Linked DNA regions of Pan troglodytes: region 2 is linked to region 1. Evidence: chromatin contacts called from public Hi-C data. All regions are on one chromosome and are shown on one strand. Each heading gives the region's core, a stretch centred on a gene start, on an enhancer-like site or on the middle of the called end of the contact. The rest is flanking DNA. Distances are from core to core; before and after follow the strand shown. Region 1 holds the start of RNASEL (ribonuclease L). Region 2 has its middle 23 kb from the start of ZNF648.

What was found. A called contact is a pair of places that touch in the nucleus more often than the background predicts.
Region 2: a Hi-C map of induced pluripotent stem cells shows a contact between it and region 1, with 3 times the contacts expected there. The contact joins the enhancer-like site here to the promoter of RNASEL in region 1. A contact is called at or near these places in 3 of 7 Hi-C or Micro-C datasets (induced pluripotent stem cells and stem cell-derived neural progenitor cells) and 1 of 1 datasets of contacts at active chromatin or transcription factors (stem cell-derived excitatory neurons).

The regions. Positions count from the first base shown.
Region 1 is chr1:66,516,197-66,518,990 of NHGRI_mPanTro3-v2.0_pri, forward strand. It overlaps RNASEL (ribonuclease L), which reads left to right and starts at 1,449. Exons shown (of 7, transcript XM_524990.5): 1 at 1,449-1,566.
Region 2 is chr1:67,037,096-67,039,889 of NHGRI_mPanTro3-v2.0_pri, forward strand. No RefSeq gene overlaps it. Among named protein-coding and RNA genes, the nearest start is that of ZNF648, 23 kb to the right of the region's middle. Within about 2 kb of position 1,341, at least 7 of the 24 cell types and tissues checked have an H3K27ac peak or open chromatin away from gene starts, as enhancers often do. A contact at or near this core is called in induced pluripotent stem cells, where this site is marked.

The DNA.
Region 1 (2,794 bases), core at 199-2,698:
CAGAGTCTTGCTCTGTCATCCAGGCTGGAGTGTAGTGGTACTATGTTGGCTCACTTCAACCTCCACCTCCCGGGTTCAAGCAATTCTCCTGCCTCAGCCTCCCGAGTAGCTGGGATTACAGGTGCACAACACCACACCTGGCTACTTTTTGTATTTTTAGTAGAGACGCGGTTTCACCATGTTGGCCAGGCTGGTCTTGAACTCCTGAACTCAGGTGATCTGCCTGCCTCGGCCTCCCAAAGTGCTGGGATTACAGGTGTGAGCCACCGCGCCTGTCCAACAAGTATTAATTAAATGAATAATGGGTTAAGGATTTTTGAACTTTGTCCTGAAAATGATGGTGGGTCAATGATGCAGGGTGGAACAATGGATGAAGGGCTAGGAAGCAAGTCATCAGTTTCTTGCTATAAATGATGACAAGGACTCGACTGGTCATCCCTTTGCAGATGAAAGCAAGAGACTTGGTGTTGGGATGAGGATGAGGGGTGGCCTCCGGGTGATGGTGCCATCTGTGGAGATGGAATAAGTGGGAGGAGGGGCAGATTTAGGAAAAGATGAGTATTTCCATTTGACACATATTCAAGATTTGTAGGTCTAAAGCTCAGCAGAGAGGCTGGGGTTAGAGAGCGAGGCCTGGGAATCCCTGGTGTATAAGGGGTGGTAGAGGCCCCGGGTCTGGATGGTGTGACACAGGTGGTCGTCAAGTGACCATGCACTACTTGTTGTTCACAAGTCCCAGGGCTTTGTCTCCCCAGCAAGACTGGGTATTCTTTGGGGATGGAAATACTTTCCACTACAGCACTAAGTACACAGTACACAGCTCATTGCTAGGAAGATAGTCAAGAACAGAACTTGTAGAGCAGAAAGGAACCTTCAAAACCAAGTTATAGGAGAGAACTGAGGCCCTACATGGTTAAATCACATGCCTGAGGTCACTCAGCTAAGCAGCCACAGAGCTGGCTGTAGGATCAGGTCTCCAGACTGCCAGTCCGGTACCCTCCTGAGAAGGCCGCACTGCCTCAGAGCTGTGAGTTGAGTGAGCTGAGACAGGTGACAGGGCTTGGGCTTTGGGCTTACTTAGCTTCTATGAGCCTGCGTTTCATAATCAACAAGATTGTCAGGGGTTAACTGGGACCATGCTGCACGTAAAGCATTGTGTCTGGAACACAATAGGTGCTCAATATGTGTTTACTTTCCATTCCTTTCTTCCAAGAAGACCAGAATTTGCAATGACAAAAGAAAGGACGCAAGAGTGATGGATGCAGTTGGCTGCTGCCACCTGAAAGGCTGCAAGACTGAGAGGTGAGTGACATGACCCCGGGCATCACATTCCTCATCAGCAGACAGAAAGTGGCTATTGCTTTCCTCCAGAAGGTGTGCAAGTAGAAGCTTTGCTCCTGGTGCCAGAGTGAGCCTGTGGCTGCTTTCCCTCCCACACTCCTCACTCCTTTCTTGGCTCCGCCCTGCTGGCTCAGTGACGCAGCAGGAGGAAACTGCTCGGGCTGCAAGCAGTCTTCCAGGCTTTGCGGCTGCCAAAGGAATAATTGAGACGTCTGAGTTGAGCAGGTAAGGCAGGCAGAAGGAGGAAAGCTAGAAAACCTCGATAAGTCGATCCTGAAGAATTCTTGGGCTTTGGAGACTGGAGAGGCCAGGGGCTGGAGGACTTGGGAAGTGGGAGGGGAGCTCCCAGCCCTTGGCTGCCCGGAAGGATCTTCCTCAGTGCCCTTCCAGAGTTCTGTCAGAGTCCACACGTCATTTATCCATGTCCTCAGTTTCTCAGGCATCTCTTTGCGACTTACTCAGGTCGCACAGAGAAAGTGAAATTGAAAGCAGGATTGTCTGTTGGAGTACTTCCGCAGGCTCGTCTCTTCTCGACTCTGATGCGTCACTCAGGGCTTCCTTGATATTTCCTCTCCTTCCCGGCTCCTTTGTTTATACCAGCCCACCTCACATCTGATTGTAATGGGGACGGTCTACACAAACACTTTGGTTCAAAGATTTCATTGCCTGGTGATCGTGTATGTGTTGCACAATTAATTAAACTTCTAAGAGGCTAATCAATTAACCTCTGAGGCTTTGAAACTGTCAGAGTGGTGAGATTGCTGAAAAAGGGTTGCTTCGTGAATTCTATAGCAGATGCAGTAATTTAAATATTCAGGTAACAGTTTCGGGCTGTCTGATGATTGAACTGGATCTGTAATTCTCAGATCTGATTGACAGTTGGACGAAATTGATAGCTGCCAGTTGCCTATTCGTGTAGTAGCTATATGCACATGTGTAGGGAGAATAGAATTCACTAAGCAATTTATTTTTTCATAAAGGGATATAATTAGCTCTAACATTCATTGAGCGGCTAATATTTGCAACACTCCATACTTTAATGTACTTTACACACGACTGTATTTATTTTTGTCTCCATTTCAGGAAATAGAAAATTGAGATTCAACAATCCAAGGTTACAGGAAGTAATAGTAAAAAATTACACAGCCACAAGCTCAAACTTAGATCTCCCTAAGGTTAGAGTACAAGCTCTTTTCACTACTGCAGATACTCCTTGACTTATGATGGGGTTACATACAGATAAACCCTTCCTAAATTGAAAATATTGTAGGTCAAAAGCACATTTAATACACCTAATCTGCTGAACGTCATAGCTTATCCTAGCTTACCTTAAATGTGCTCAGAACACTTACATTAGGCTACAGTTGGGCAAAATCATCTAGCTCAAAGCTTATTTTATAATAAAGTGTTAAATGTCTCATGTATTTATCGAATGCTATGCTGAAATAAAAAA
Region 2 (2,794 bases), core at 91-2,590, 520 kb after region 1:
CCCAACCAGGCCAGCCATCCAGTGGGCGCCATGGGCACCCGAGCTTTCCTCCCCCGGGCTTCACTCTCTTTGACCACTTTCTGCCCAGGGCCATCTGTGGGCAGTGACTTGGGGAGGCTGCAGGAAGAAGGGACAACAATTGAGTCACTTGTTGTTAAAACCAAAAGCCCGCCACCCCGGCCAAGATTTTCCACATGGGGGTAGCCCTGCCAACGTGTGCCCCCAGTCAACATCAAGATGTCCCCCACAGGCCTCAATGTCACGAAGGACTCCTGAAAATACTGCCTGTTTGAGAGGGGACAGAGACTAACTGTGAAATATTCCTCAGTTTCCCTGCTGCTTACCCAAGAGTTGGGTTGAAGCTCAGCCTGGGGCGCCACTGCTGGGGTGAGGTGGGCTGTGTCAGGCCAGCCACTCATGCCAAAGCTGAAGATAGGATGAGAAGGAGAGAGGGAGTGCCCACTGGGGGGCATAGGGCTGTGCCCAGGAGGGCACTGCTTGTCTTTGCAACCTAGCAGCCATCTCTGGCGGGATGCCTAAAATACCTCGGTCAGCCTCCCAGCTGAGGGAGAGCAGGAGGCGTGCGCTGGGGTCTGCATTAGGTTTTCACAATGGATAAAATCAGTTCTGTGATTGAAAGGCGAGGCCTTGGGAAATTAGTCACACAAGGGAGAATTGTGCCTGCCTCCATCAGAATCACCTGAGGATTCCCAGGAACCATCCTAGAGACTCTGATGCAGGGGTTCTAGGTTAAGGCCTGAGTCCCTTCTCTCCCTCCCTCCCTCTCTCCCACTCTTCCTTCCTTCCTTTCCCATGCAAAGCCCCTAGCAAAGCTTAGAATAAGAACATGTGGGGCTGGGTGTGGTGGCTCATGCCTATAATCCCAGCACTTTGGGAGGCAGAGGCAGGAGGATCACTTGAGGTCAGGAGTTCGAGACTAGCCTGGCCAACATGGTGAAGCCCTGTCTCTACTAAAAACACAAAAATTAGCCGGATGTGGTGGCGGGCATCTGTAGTCCTAGCTACTCAGGAGGCTGAGGCACAAGAATCACTTGAACCCAGGAGGCGGAGGTTGCAGAGAGCCATGATCGCACCACTACACTCCAGCCTGGGCAACAAGAGCAAAACTCTGTCTCAAAAACAAACAAACAAAACCACGTTGGATCCACACATGGCTATAGATCCCTACTGTGTGCAAGGCAGCTGGCATCCTGGCCCTCTGAGACTGGCCTAGAGGAGGCCTCCTGGTGACTCCCTCCCAGAGCTAGAGAGGCGGTGTCCTTTGCCTCTGTCCTGCTGAAGGGAGTCCCTCATCCAAGGGGCAACGCTGCCACCTCCTGGTCAGTCTTAGAACTGTCCCCCACTCTGAATGCCTGGTGTAAATAGAGGCAGGGAGCCAGGAGAGGCCTCCCTGTCCTCCCTCTCTGGCTCTGCGTTTGAATATCTTATTCTAGGAAGTGGAATGTCCCCCAAACACGCGCCTCTTTTGGTGCCTCTTGTTTAAGTCTATCTTCCCTGGGAAGCCACCAGTCAACAGGTGGATCTCACTTACCCACCACTTTGCCTTGAATTCAGTGCAAGTCAGCATGTGTTTGTGGAGCACTTGATATGAGGGGGCTGGCAATACAGAGGACAATAAAGCAAAGCCCCACTTTTGCAGAAGGGAGTGAGAAGTGGGGGTGATTCATGAACATGAGTAACTTCTATCTGCGGTGATGTCTGAGCTGAGTCCTGAAGGATAAGCCAGCATGAACCAGTTGAAAAATGGAGAAGATTCCAGGTAAAAGGATGAGCAAGATGTGAATTGCTGGCCTTTTAAATAGAAACTTAATTGCTATATTTTTAATGCACCTCTTTGCTGCCCCCAAGAGGACAGACTACAAACCTTTTCCCTCAATTTCTGGGCAGGTTTAAAAGGTTAAGAGAAAGGAAAAACAAGTTTTTCAGTTGCTAATCATTAGGGTTTAGGGGCCCTCCAGGTCTATGGTGAAAAACAAGAGGGAGGCCTGGGTTTGAGAGACAAAGCAATGCAACCCAAGGAAGCAGGAGGCAGGGAAGATGCCTCCCCTAGTAGACAGTTCTCTGGGTCAGTGTGGGGAGAGGACTCCAGGCCACTGCCCCACCCTGGTCCCCGCAGAGCCCCAGAGAAGTATCAAGCCCCAGAGGGAAGTGTCTGCATAGTGCCAGGAAGCTCTGGATGTCAGCCTTACAATGAATTCCCAGGTCCTCAGAATGGCAGAGATGCATCCTGAAGCCAGAGACCTGTGATACAGGCTGAAAGAGCCCCAGATGTCACCCTTGTAACCCACTTGGACAAATGCCCAAGGATCAGCCTCCTTGACTCTATGAGGGACTCGAGAACCTTGACATTGTCCCAGAAGTAGAGAAATACCAGTTCAAACCACAATGAGGAAATAAAGGAACTCAATGTTCTTGTACCAGGGTTTATAGCAGATTCATATAGGTCATGGGTGCAAAGTAGATCAAGACAGGGCCCCTGTTATTGAAACAATTAGAGAGAGAGCAGTACACTTCTCAGTGATTTGGAGCAAAACACTTGTCCTCTTGGCCTTGGTTTAATTTTCAGTGACAGGATGAGGAGGATGAGCATAGACTCTCGAAGCCCTTTCCTGCTGTAAGAGTCTATGGGAATGCAGATCACATGTACTGTGAGAGATGGGGGGAGACACAGGGTGGGTCAGAATGACCAGAAGAGTCTTCGTGAATGTGATTTTGAAAACTGGAAAGAGGTAAAAGAATTTAGGGTGGTGGGAGTGGCCTGTGCAGATGACAG